2 separate regions of the Acanthopagrus latus genome follow, and region 1 is linked to region 2. Evidence: chromatin contacts called from public Hi-C data. All regions are on one chromosome and are shown on one strand. Each heading gives the region's core, a stretch centred on a gene start, on an enhancer-like site or on the middle of the called end of the contact. The rest is flanking DNA. Distances are from core to core; before and after follow the strand shown. Region 1 holds the start of ndnf (protein NDNF). Region 2 holds the start of LOC119029015 (proproteinase E-like).

The links. A called contact is a pair of places that touch in the nucleus more often than the background predicts.
Region 1: a contact with region 2 is called in a Hi-C map of muscle, with 2.6 times the contacts expected there. The contact joins the promoter of ndnf here to the promoter of LOC119029015 in region 2. A contact is called at or near these places in 2 of 4 Hi-C or Micro-C datasets (both in muscle).

The regions. Positions count from the first base shown.
Region 1 is chr11:6,755,590-6,762,649 of fAcaLat1.1, forward strand. ndnf (protein NDNF) reads right to left here and starts at 1,477. Exons shown (of 4, transcript XM_037116058.1): 1 at 750-1,477.
Region 2 is chr11:6,622,663-6,629,064 of fAcaLat1.1, forward strand. It overlaps LOC119029015 (proproteinase E-like), which reads right to left and starts at 4,317. Exons shown (of 8, transcript XM_037115516.1): 1 at 4,188-4,317; 2 at 4,017-4,108; 3 at 3,835-3,932; 4 at 3,628-3,756; 5 at 3,365-3,501; 6 at 2,444-2,586; 7 at 2,187-2,339; 8 at 1,904-2,075. The coding sequence starts at 4,230. The coding sequence ends at 2,058.

The DNA of each region.
Region 1 (7,060 bases), core at 227-2,726, 130 kb after region 2:
GGGGAAAAAAAAAAAAACACGGCTCTGAGGGGGAAAAAACAACTCCCAACATGAGCTGAAGTGTCATTAATCCGCCCTGAATCATTTACTTTTAGACATCTGACGAGTGGAAAATCATTTAAACCTGAATTTCTTCGCTCCTCTCGCGTGCGTCCCGGGCTTCTCACAGGTGCGTAAAAGCAACAACCCAAACATTTCTCCGAACTGCGCAAAAAATGAAAATTGTGTGTGTGATGGAGACGACAGCGCGTTTTAACCCACAGGCTCATATTGATAAATCGCCTTTTCTTTTTTTTCTTTTTTTTCTTTTTTTTTAATTGGGTGCTGCTGCTGCGTCGCCCCCGGGGAGCATGGGAACCCTTCAGGAGGCACAAAAGCGGAGAGGATCTCTCCACAAAGTTCACCAGTTTGACGGCTCCATACGCGTGCACGTATGCAGTCCACAGAATAAGATGAGATGCAAAAGAACATGCGAGTTCGGTCTTGACTGAAATGCGTTTGAAAACTTTTGACTTCCCGGAGTTGTAAACCGCAAAAACCCCTCTCTTCCCCTCTCTTCCCCTCTCTGGCAGACGTTTCAAAGGCACCACTTTAACTCGATGGGAGTCCGGCTCCGAATTTATATGAAGCGTTTATGCACATTTAGAATAAAATAAAATAAAAATAACACGAGGAAAAGTTGGGGGAAGAAAAGGGAGCTTTGGATGAGACGCGCCGGGAGGAACGAGCATGCGGGGAGAGTCTCTTACCTTCAGGAATAACGCGACGCGGCGAAGTTTCTCTGGAGGATGATTCTCGCTCTCTGTCTCTCACAGCCACTCTGATATCACCAAGGTTTTCAAAACCAAAAAAAAAAAGAAAAAGGAAAAGGAAAAGAAAAAGAAAGAAAAGGTGCCTGACAACTAAAAGCGACTGGAAAAAAAAAAAAAAGAAAAATGAAAAGTTTGGTCCCGTGCAGTGTCCAGTAGTTCCCTCAGTGCTGGTGCCTATCAAGCGGATTAGGCAGACTGCTGCTCTGGTGCGTGTTTGCAGTTTTCTTGCGGATTTAACTGGTCTCTGGTGGGCAGGAGTGAGTGTGTGTGTGTGTGTGTGTGTGTGTGTGAGTGAGTGAGTGAGTGTGTGGGTATCCTGAGCTCTGGCAGTGCGTCCCTCCCCTGCCGCGCCGCTGCTATTGAAACCTCCACTGGATTGGAGGCAGAGCTGGTGCGAACTTTCTTCCCCCTGCGCTCTCCGTAGGAAGACGACTCCAAGACACAGAACCAGCCCACTCCTTCAGCACGCCACAAGGAGAGAGGGAGAAGGAGAAGAAAAGAACAAAAAAAAAAGGAAAACTTAACTAAACAGGGACCAGACAGATCGACTCAAACACTTAAAAACTCCGAGCACCGAGTCCAGGAGAGCAGATCTGGAGGAAGAAATCTCCTGAATGTCTTTGTGTTCCGAGCTGATGTTAAAACTTTAAATCACAGCTGAGGAATCAGACAGTGAGATGTCAAAGCGCATAAATCTCGACACAGCGGGGTTTCCCCCCCCCCCCCCTTTTTTTTTTTTTTTTTTTTTTTTTTTTTTTAAATTTCCTAGCTGTTTACTCTGATGCTCCCTGGAAATTATTACTTTGGGCAGCAGCGCCTGGTGGAAGTCACGCAACCCTCGGGGCTAAAATGTGTAGGCAAGTTTTATCACGGGCCCTGGTGCCTGGGTGTGCGCACAAACCATCATAATACAGCACATCTGCAGGGAGGCTTTGATGATTGGGGGGGTTGAATCTTTGTGGCACCATGAAGTGCAAAGTTGCTGATCTGTGGGAATTCCCAGTGAGACATCGGTGTTGTTGTCTGTTCCTGGAGGAAGCAAATATTTGTCCAAGATAAGAGTCAGTGACTGTCTCCGAGCTGAATTGCCCCCAGATTTATGGCTTGATGGGAGGCAGGGGGGGTCCATGCAATCTAGATTTAGAGGATGCTGCCGTTTCCTTTCCAGGAGGACCGTGTTTCTTGTCATGACACCGAGCTGCAGGTCTTCACGCATGCACGGCTGCAGGTGGAGCTTCCTGCAGGAGCTGCAGACAAGACGACATGTTCGTTTTTACAAGAGAAACCAGGCGGCTCGTTTTCCAACATGACACTTTCACACTGACACCGAGGAGAAGTTGTTCAGACGTTTGGATGATTGTGACAGTGAGAAAACCAGCCGTGACGTGATGATTGCAGACAGCAGAGATGAATATTGATCACCTGAGCTCACAAGATGTTGATTTTAATGTACGAGCCTGAGACTTCATTCATTGTCACAAACATCAGAGTGGTTTGGAAGCAGACTGCTGAGTGAGGAGGTGCACAAAGTGTTGATGCAACAGCGTCATCTAGCGGACACACAGTCTGTGACGTTCACTGAGAGATTATTTTTCAGCACGCAGGTTTTATTTTGAAAAGGAAAAAAGGTCACTTAAAAGGGACATTGTGTAGGTTTGCAGAAGAAAAAAAATCAAACTCTGAATTTTTATATTTGCAATATGAATGAGGTGATAATCAGAACACAGAAATATTTATCTTTTCTGTTGGTGAATAAAGGAGCTGTTCTCAGAGGAAATTAAGGTCCCAGAACAGAGAGGTGGCAGGGTCCGCCACATGTAAACAAAGTAAAACAGTATGAAATTGTGTTGCCCTTTAAAGAGGGTTCAAGTAATAATACTAAAACTAAAGAATTTTAGTTGAAAACTTGCAAAAGTTAACTGATATAATCAGCATCTGAATAAATATTGTTTTTGTTTGTTTGTTTGTTTGTTTAAAATTATGATGTCTATGTATTGTACCACAGAGATAGCTACTGAAGTTAGCATGCTAACCAGCTAGCCCCGCCCCGTCCCAGTCTAAAGCTCCTGTGCTAGCTGCGCGGCTAACCGAGCTAACTAGCTGAGGGCAGCTACCGTTAGCAGCAGTTAGCAGTTACTCTGCTGACATGTTGCTCTCTATTTGTTTGGAGCATGAAGTTGAGAGGTGGCACCTTTAAAGTCAGTGTGTTCATTCAGTCATGAAAACTAAGAGAGTTTGTTTAGTTTGTTTAGAGGTTAAAAAGAAATCAGTCAATGCAGATCTTTCTCTTCTGATTACATTTTTTCCTCAAACCTACACAGTGCACCTTTAATACTTAAACAGATTTGGAGTTAATGGGGTACATGTAACAGGATTAAGTAATCAGGATACAAAGAAGATAACAAGGTTACATCAAGAAAAGGTGTTATCAAATTACAGGTACATTCAGTAAGAAAGAGAGATTTCTAACAGGATTACAATTCAAAATAAAAGAATGATACATTAGTCAACAATTCACACACAACTTCACTCAACACGTGTGTGTTCTTACAGAAGACACACTCAGTGTCAAGATTTGATAAAAGTCACATGCATTTGTTTGGTGTTGAGGTATGAAAATCATATAGAGAAGTATATTTATTCAGTGATTAATGCAGAAAACATTCCAGTCATAGATAGCATCAACAACTGGGGTTATATTTCATGAAAATCTTAAAGATCTTCACTTTAAAGGTCTGTTTGGATAATCTACCTGTGAGTGTCAGGTGTGCAAAATGCTACAGATGACGTGAAATTTCTGCTAGTTTGTCCTCCTCTTGCATGATACTTTACATTACGATCGAGGTCTCAAGGATGTTTGGAAGCAGATTCACAGATCGCACATCTGTTTAACACAGAAGTGTTTACGTTTAAACTTTTCTTTCTATAACATAGAAGCCGTGACTACTGATGTATTTCCAGATGTAACCTACACACAGGTGCACGTGTGTGTGTGTGTGTGTGTGTGTGTGTGTGCGTGTTTGTCGGGGTTATTGATGTCCCGGTTCATGATTAGCGCTGCTGTGACTTTCACATCCTTGGGATTAAAATAGATGCCAAATTGAATCTGCTATTAGCCACACCACCAAGCTGTGAAAACGAATCCACTCTGGGGACATGTATACTCACAATAACCTGCACACACACACACCCACACACTCACACACACACACACACACACACACACACACACACACACACCGACCCTGCAGCTAAATGCCAGAATCTTGAAAATGTATCCACACCAGGGACAGTTTAGTACAGATGGAGGGAGGAGGTGGAAAACGCTCCCGTAACAATAATCCCTCTGCTCTATTTCAGCTCCACTGCAGAGACAAAATAAAAATCTCATTTTAACGCATTTACTGCAGAAAATTGACACAAAGGCCACATTGTTGACCTTTTTCCTTTCCGGGCCACACATGCTCTTTTTCTAGCGACGCCCTGTTTCACACGGCTACAAGCAGAACATCCACATCTGCTGGTTTCTACTGTTGGTCACTGCCTTGCTCAGTGGCATCATGATAGCTAACTCTGGACTATTTTCTGCCGCTAAAATAGTTCAAATGACAAGTGTCATTGATCCAGTGTCCATGTTGATCTGGTAAGAGACTGTCTTCATAGGTAACACTGTCCCAAACTTAGCTTTAAATGTAGACCAGGCAGCATCACGTAGATGTTTGCATCCGTCAACGAGCTAATTTTTATGTTTAAAGCAACTCTATGTAAGTTTTAAAGTAATTATGCAGAAAGACAGTTAATTGTTGAGTCTCATTCCCAGATCATGAAGTACCAGCGCTTTTGTTTGGTTCTGACACCAAAATCCTGATTTGCTTTTGGATTTTGATTGGTATTTTACGATCTGGGGATGACACTGGCGTACCCCGCCACTTGCTTAATGTTAGCTTGGATCGACTCCTGTAAAGGATAAGTGGACTTGGATGGATGAATTCCATGAGATCAGGTCTCAGTGTCTTTTCCGCGAGGCAGATCTAACACAAGCAACTGAAATGCTCCTTCTCTGTGTAAATTACTGTATGAAGTCTCTGCGAACATTCACCAATTGATTGACGAGCCGTTGGGCGTGAACTAATCACAGTCGTCACAGTCAAAGTGAAATTGATCGATTCCTTCAGGGGAACAACAGGAAGTCATCCTGCATCAGTTCATGGATAAAATCATCCTGCGTCAGATTCATCTTCATCTTGTACGAGAATAACTAAAGGCAACACTTCATATCGACCATCATTAAAGGTACAATATGTAAGAATTCTAGTTCATAGCATCCAAAAGCAAACTAAAACTATAAACAAAGTGTGATGAAATAATAGTTATTTTATTGTTATTGTTTCAGAGACATCTATGTATTGTGTTTGTAGAGATGTCTATTGAAGTTAGCATGCTAACTGGTTAGCCACCTATTGACAGAGTCCGCCAATAGCCCTGACAATTAACTGAGCTAGGTTAGCGGTAGTTTAGTTAACAGTTACTCTGGAGTATGAACTCAAAAGGGGGCCAATTCTTACATATTGCACCTTTTAATAGATATTCAATTCATAATTAATAAGACTAGTTATTTAACTGCTTGATTTTTATTTATCAAACAGTTGTAAAGGTGTTTAAACTTCAGTTATAACAGTAAAATGGTCACACGGTTTATAGATGAACTACAGTGTTTGTGAAACTTTTACTTTAGTATTTTAAACACTAGCATCAATTTCACACTAAACGTTTGCTTGATAAATGGGTCGTAAAGCTTTCCACTGTAATAACTGTTAACTAAAGTTTAATCAACCGTCAATTTAATGTCGTTTAAATCTTCGGATGAGAGAGAACATTTTTCTCCATCTCTGCTCCGGTGGTAAGTAAGAAAAATGCTTTTAGTGATTTGTGTGAAACCGCCCTTTATCTAAGAGAGCTTATGAGGATTTAACCCAGTGAACCGCAGCAATGATTAATGGTTTATTATCAGCGTGAAACACGCCGATCGTGGTCCATGACTTGTTTGCCTTTTGGATAACAGGCCGCCCGTTTGTTTCTCTGACCTTGTTTTCCCTCACGATTGTTTGCGTGCAACATCGGCTCCGATGAAAAAGGTCAGCGGTTGGTGTTCTCGTGCATTTTCGAGCCAGACGTATCGTACCGGTGATGTGTGAGGGGAAATAACAAACTCCTTTTTACTGAGTTTCTGATTTATGAGACTAGCCAGCAGATGAAGGGCTGAGAGTCCTTCTCCGGCGGCATCAGCCTGTTTGCTTTGGGGAATAACTCTGTCGCTGTCTGTGGCCTCAACTACCTGATCTCCTTACACTCTCCCCCGCCACCCGACGGCTCAGGTAATCCATTAATGCAGGGAGGGATGGAAAGCAATATGTCACTGGGCCGGGATGCATTCACATGACGCTGAGCGGGGCCTGGGAGGTGTAATCTTCATCACTCACTTCACATCCATTTACCGCTGCTGCGCTGAGAGGCTTTCCTTCACCGCTTCGCGAGAGGAGGACGAGGTTCTGCCTTTTAGCCGGGATCTGCCCACTAATACCGAGTTCATCATTAACTCGGCGGAGCTAAGAGCGTCCTCCAGGCAAACATCCACTCTGTAAACATCTCTCCCCATCATTTTCTCTTCCTGTTGTTTCTCTGTGGAGGGGGAGGGGGGGGAGGGAACAATGTGTGACCTCTGACCTGTAGAGATGGAACGGTCTTCTCAAACAGATACACTGGTGCAAACACACCGATCGGACTATGAAGGCATCATCCCAGATGGTTAAAAAAGCATAATAAAGAGGGAGGACGGGCAGAAGGTTACAGTTCAAGGGAAAGAATGAGGGAGGGAAGGATGTGGTTCAGGACATCCTGTGCGAGTTTCATCCCATCGTGTGTCCACCTGGCCTCCAACAGATTCCCCTGTCAGCTAATATAAAATGAACCTGTGTGTGGAGATAAGGCAGGCGTCGAGGGTTCGTTCATCCAACACATCTCTAAGGGGTTATTTTTGCTGTTTTGTTGAGAGACTTCAGATAAATACAGGCGAAAATACAGCAGTGATATGAGCGGTTCAGCCTTTTCTATAATTAGTCTATAGGCTATCCTTTAACTCATCTGCTCATCCGCTCTTTTTCTTCAAAAGCTTCCTTTGGCTCTTGATGGGCGGGGGGGGGAGAAGAGAAGGAGAAAAAGTCTAAAAGCCACAATTGAAACCAGATGAA
Region 2 (6,402 bases), core at 3,067-5,566:
TCCTCCTCCTCCGTCCACTGGATGGAGCTGCTGTGATGCTGTCAGCACCGAGCAGGTTCTCTCCAGCACCAGCAGGTGGGGACAGACGAATGTCAAAAGGTTTGTGTTCGTGTGTGACGACCAGAAGCAGAACCGAGCCCAGAAATTCAAACTCTGAATTCTAATATTTACAGTATTAAGGAGGTAATAACACAAACTCAGAGACATTTATTGTTTCCACAACTGAATAATCAAGCTGTTCTCAGAGGAAAATAAGGTCCCAGAACACTGTTTTAGGCGGGAAAGGTGGCAGGGTCCGCCACATGTAAACAGAGTAAAACAGGCTGACAGTGTGTCATCCTTTAAAAGAGAGTTTGTTTATTCAGTTAAGATCTTTCTCTTCTGATTAAAATCCCATCTCAGAGCTCCTTCAGGTGACACACGAGGAACGGAAGCTTGTTTGTGTGAACGTCGACGTCTCGGAGCTGCCGCACCGTTAACGAAGCGAGTCTGAATCCAAGTGTCAAACGAAGTTAAGGTAATAAATCAACCATTAATGAGTTTGTATGAGGGAGACGGGTGATTAAGCTGCACCTCTGCTGTGTGTGTGTGTGTGTGTGTGTGTGTGTGTGTGTGTGTGTGTGTGTGTGTCACTGGACAACAACATTCTGCTGAAAACTGTTCAGGCACAGAAATAAAAAATGAAGAATAAGAAATTTACCTTCAGTGGAAATTAACTCAACACATCTGCAGCATCAGCAACTCATATATATCTAACAAAGTGACTCCATTTACTGCTCGTGTATATTAATGTTCAACCGTGATGACTTTTTAATCTACTACATTCATTTGTTAACAGTATTTAAGTTACTGATTCAGCGTCTTTGTACAAAATATGATCAACAAATGCATCAGGGCTTATTGGTACGAGACACTGATGCATTAATCAAATGAACGCACTACTAACTTGAAGCCATGAAGCCAAAAGGTTTTTACTTTTTGTTCTTTAAATATGATGGATGCTAATAATTCTGTGCTTTTACTTGTTGTGTATGGAGGGCTGAAACTACCACAATCATAAACAAACAAACAGATAATTTAATGGCTCAATAAAGAAGCTAACATGCTCTTAAATGCACCAAGAATAATTTTCAAAATACTAATTTATAAAATGTGACATGAATTTATATTTCTGCCTTTGTATTTATTTGCCTTTGTGTTCCACATTTTTACATTCTCATGAATTATTTTATAATGTTTGAATGTATTTATTTGTGACTCTGTCAGTTTCAGTGGTCCACAGAGGTTTTCCCACAGGAGTATTTCTACACTGTGGTTCTGCTTCTGTTGCGTTGGTCGCTCTAAATGTAAAAGCTTTCCAACACGACGGACTCAAACAGGGTTGCTAGCTTGTTGTTTCATCTTTCTTTTTGTTTATCGTGCTTTCTTCATGCCAGAAAAAGCAAAGTGCACCGTCACAAACTGGATGTAAATTTGTCAAAGTGGCTCAAACGCCGGTGTTATCTGCTGCGGCAGAGCGCTGAGCTCGTGCATCACCGTAACCTATTGCTGCAGTTTATCTCGTGTGAAGTGCGGCTCTGCGGCTCGGCTCCCACCTGGTGTATCAGACAGCACTTTCAGCGGCGCTGACACTTGGCCGACCTTGGTGATGATTGATAGGAAATAATGATTCATAAGTCCTCCACACACACTGATGGGCAGCCATTCCTCATTCTTCTTATCACACAGCAGGGTGGGGGTGGTGGGGTGGTGGGGCTGAAATATGAAGTGCTGCTGTGCATTTTTACAGAGCCGCTGAGTCTTTGCACTTCATACATTCCTCTTTCTCTCATCTTTCCTAAAGACATCAACATCCAACAGTTTAGAACTAGACACATGGACGAAAGACACACTCAGGCTTCAGTGTGGTTTAAATATTTTGGATCTTTTTATTGTCTGCGTTGTTCGGCGATGACAGACGCGTTGCTCTGAGTCTCGGGTGAAATGAACAGAGAAAATTCTGGGACTTGGGAGCTCATTATTTTTTAGGAGCTGCTCAGCCGGTGTCCAGCGGATCCTCAGTAGTGCAGCATGACCTGAGGAGAGAAGCATGACTTACTGACACGTGACACCTTTTATTCACCAGTGACATGAGAGTGTGGTTCCTTTCCCCGCTCGATCAAACAAGAGTCTGTGGGTGAACTCACGTCACTGAGCCAGTCGGTGAAGGCGGACGTGCGGGTGAAGACGGTGGGCTTCTTCACCTCGTTGCAGACGCGGCTGGAAACGAAGCTGGTGACACCCTGGATGTACCACCTACCATCCTGACCCAGGCAGTTCAGAGGGCCTCCAGAGTCTCCCTGAGAGAGAGAGAGAGAGAGAGACAGGAACAGTGTATGAAGCACCCGACCTTCCTTCATTTCTGACGGGAACAAGCTGTAAAACGTGTTGCCGCCTCACACACATTGCACCCGGACACGACGTCTCCTCCTGCGCAGACCATGGTGCTCTTCACGGTGCCGCCCCACCAGTCGCTCTGCGTGCACACACTGTGCTCCACCACAGGCAGCAAGGCCTGCTGCAGCTTGTCAGGCATAGGACCGTGAGCTAAACACAGAGAGGACACACACATGCACTAAGAGAGAGCAATGAAAAGACAAGCTCTTAATACAATACGACACAATCATCTGTATCTGCTCAGCTCACTAAATTCTCCACCTGCACAGTGTAGTGCCGAACCTAGTCTACGTTATCGTATGTGTTGTTTTTGACATTTTTGATCCTTGAATATCCAGACGGATAGATAGCTGTTAGCAACATTAAGTAGCCACATGCTAATGTTACTGTAAATCTGAACAGTTATCTACCCAGTGAGGGTTTTCTTTCATTACAGTGACAGAAACAAATTTCTCCTCATACAGTTCAGGACAACTATTCCCACACTGCAAGCCTCCCTGTCAAGCTAGCAACCCTAGACTAGGCTAATATTGTGCCTCCCATGCACTAGCATCAAGACACCATCAGTTTTCTCACAAATATAATTAATTGGTGACGTTTGAAACATCATTTAGAGATGGTTCTATCCATCTGAAAATGAAATTCTGTCTACTGATGACACAAACTGTTTCTGAATCAAAACAAAGAGCTAGCCGGCTAATGCTACCTGCAGGGAAAACAGAAACTTGTGTTTAACGTAGTGTATTTTTGGTGGGATTAGAGTTTCTGTGGCAGAAAGAGCAAATTGTTCAGTTGTTGAACTGATAGTCACATTTAAACTCTGAGCTCAAATCACTCATTCATCTTCTACACATATGAACCCTGAGATATGAGATCTGCAGCAGTCAGTGCAGACGCAGGAGGACAGATGAGGACAGGGTGACATTACTGTAGAGGTTTCCCCAGCCGGAGATGTAACAGGATGTCCCATGGGCGAGGATCTCTCCGGCCGCTGGGAGACAAGCCACGCCGACGCTGTCATTCATAATGGGGCTCTTATCCAGTTTCAGCAGGGCGAGATCGTTACTGTGAGAGAAATCAGTTGATTTGTTTAGATCAAACTGTGTGATTTATGCCTGGTAATGCCATTGTTCGCTCAAAAATTAGCAGAGAAATGAATGTTTTCCTGTTCCCAAGTCGAAATAAACTCACCCATCAGCCACAAAGTCAATGTCCCAGTTGGGGTGGACGATGATGCGCAGGACATCTCTGATCTGCTCTGTGCCCTCCTGCAGGGTCATGTCGTGTTCTCCCAGGACCACACGGTACACGTCTCCGGGCCTGGAAGACAAGAACGTTTTCCTTCAGGTCCCACTGGTTGAATCACACAGTGGCACAACATGTCGTATTCTTAGTCACCATATGCAGTGTCCGGCCGTCAGCACCCAGCGAGGCCCAATCAGAGTCCCTCCACAAGTGTGATGGTAACGGCTGCCGTGCTTCACCTGCAGGGAGATCTGAGAGGAAAAACACAATTATAGAAGCGAATAGTTATAAAATTCTTCTCACAGGTGAGTATAAGACAGTAAGGTTACAGTTACCTGCCATGGCCAGCTGTGGGCACGAGCATCCTCTCCATTCACCACCCTGTTGTTGGTGTTAGGCTGGACGGCAGGTACGCCACATCCAAAAACTACGAACACATAATAATGAATTTGATAACTTGAAATTCCTTAATCTCAGTGTCTCACATCTGTATTCTTACTACTCACCGTATGCTGCCTGAAGCAGCAGGAGGACCAGTGTCCGCATCATGTTCAGACTGTAGAAACAAAGACACTCTCTCGGCTCACTTCAGGGCTCTTATACCTCCTCAGTCTGTCCGTCTGTCGGTCACAGAGTATATCCAACATGTGTAACTTTGTTATCAGCGTCCACTGCAGATTGTCGCTGGGAAGAACTTCCTGTCCCACAGATGCATCAGCTGGTCTGCCAGGACACACAACTGTCCACGAGTGGAAAATAACGTGAGACTGATCAAACTTCAGTGAGACAAACTTAGTTTCTGCAAGACTGCCAGCGGACATGTGCTGACATACATGTGATGTGTCTGTACGGGAACGTTCCCAGGACCCCTGAGCAGAACAGAATCAAATACAGTGAAATTACTTAAAGGGGCAGTGCGTAGTTTTGGAGAAGGAATTCAAGAATTTTAATATTTACAATATTTATTAATTCGCTGAATAAACAAGCTGTTCTCAGAGGAAAAAAAAAGGTCCCAGAACACTATCTGAAGTGGTGAAGACGTGGCAGGGTCCGCCACATATAAGCAAAGTATGAAATTGTTATATTATTATTTTTATTATTTGTAAGAAATTTTGATTTGAGACTCATTCCAAATTTGTCAAGAACTGACGCTTCATGCAGCTGCCGACCAGTTTTACACCGCAAAGTGTCAGTTTTTCAACTTTTCTTGCAAACAGCACATTTAAGGTCAGTTTGTTTATTTATGAGCCAATGAATATTTTCTGAAATCTCCTCTCTCTTCACCAAAACCCCACAGTGCACCTTTGAATCTTAGATTAAGATTCAGGAAGTTAGATGTTTCAAACTAAAGATGCAAACCAGGCGCTGACCAGAGATGTGGACTCTCGTCACTGTGACCTCAACTAACGTTGACTTGAGTCACCGTTTGATGACTTGACAGGAAATACACAACTTTGACTTGATACCAAAATATTTAAATGACTTGTCTATGTTCGTTTTATGGCTGGCATTTTCCCAGTTTGGTGCCAAATCAATTTTCAGTAAAAACAAACAACGCAGCTGACTGTGAAGAAATCCTCCATCTTGAGCAGTCGGAACAAACTGTTCCCCGAAGTGAAAGTGTGCGGTTTGTGAAAACGAGAGTAGCTGACGCAGCAACTCGGAGCGAGCGAAGAAGGAAAAAAAGCGGGGAGGAAGGAGAGAGGACGGCGGGGAAACTGAGACGAGGGGTTTAGTGTCGTCAGCTGTCTCGCTGCGAGAAATAAATTCTCTTCCTGCGACCACAGAACTGGATAGCTTTGGGCTACCTTCAAGAGAAACAGTCCTGTAACAACTTTCTCTCCTTTAATAACATGTTGTACACTGGCGAAGGGGCCCAGCGCTCCCGCTGAATCTGGACCCGATTCTTCACGCCTCGCTCAGACAGTATCCTTTCCTCCGGAGGGAAACTTATATCGCCCTCTGGAGATGACAGTGCGCATCTATAAATTTTCCCCTTTTTAGTGAGCAAATCAAATCGATATTGCCTCAACAGCTAAAAGGCTTTGCTTGTTTTTCTCGCCGTGTTAAGATAATTCCCTACGCCAGACATTACATGAGGATTTATGAAGCCGACGTGGACTGTATGTTTGCATAACACAGCAGTGACAGCACTGTGAATAATCCAAATTAGAGCTGCAAAAGTTCCAGCTCACGACGAGTTGAGCCCTGATGCTGTTTACAGGAGGCCACTCAGCTGGGATCTGTCATTCATCACAAGTGAGAGAAACAATAAATCCTGTGACGTTAAAACAGGGTGAAAAATGAATCAATAGCAGGTTTAAATCATTTTAAATGTCAGTGGAGTGATGTTGTTTAAAATGCAAAAATACTGGATTTTACAGCACTGCAGCTTTATTACAGAAGCTTCAGTCACGAAGAGACGTTTGAGGTCGTCACGGAGGAGAGAGAACAGAGACACGATCAGTTTTTAACTTTTTGAAACAAACATTATATAACTCTAGGTAAAATCTAAATGAATATGATAGAAATATACTGATTACTTTCAAGACTTTATAGTCATGTGAGGCTGTACACAGGGAGAGCTAACCGCTATGCTCACAATGACAACACTGACATTGACTGTTTTTAGTATTTAACATGCTAACAAATGTTTGTATGCCAGCATTTGGTAATCCAACACGTTATCACGCCATATCTTATAAACCAAGATGTGCAAAG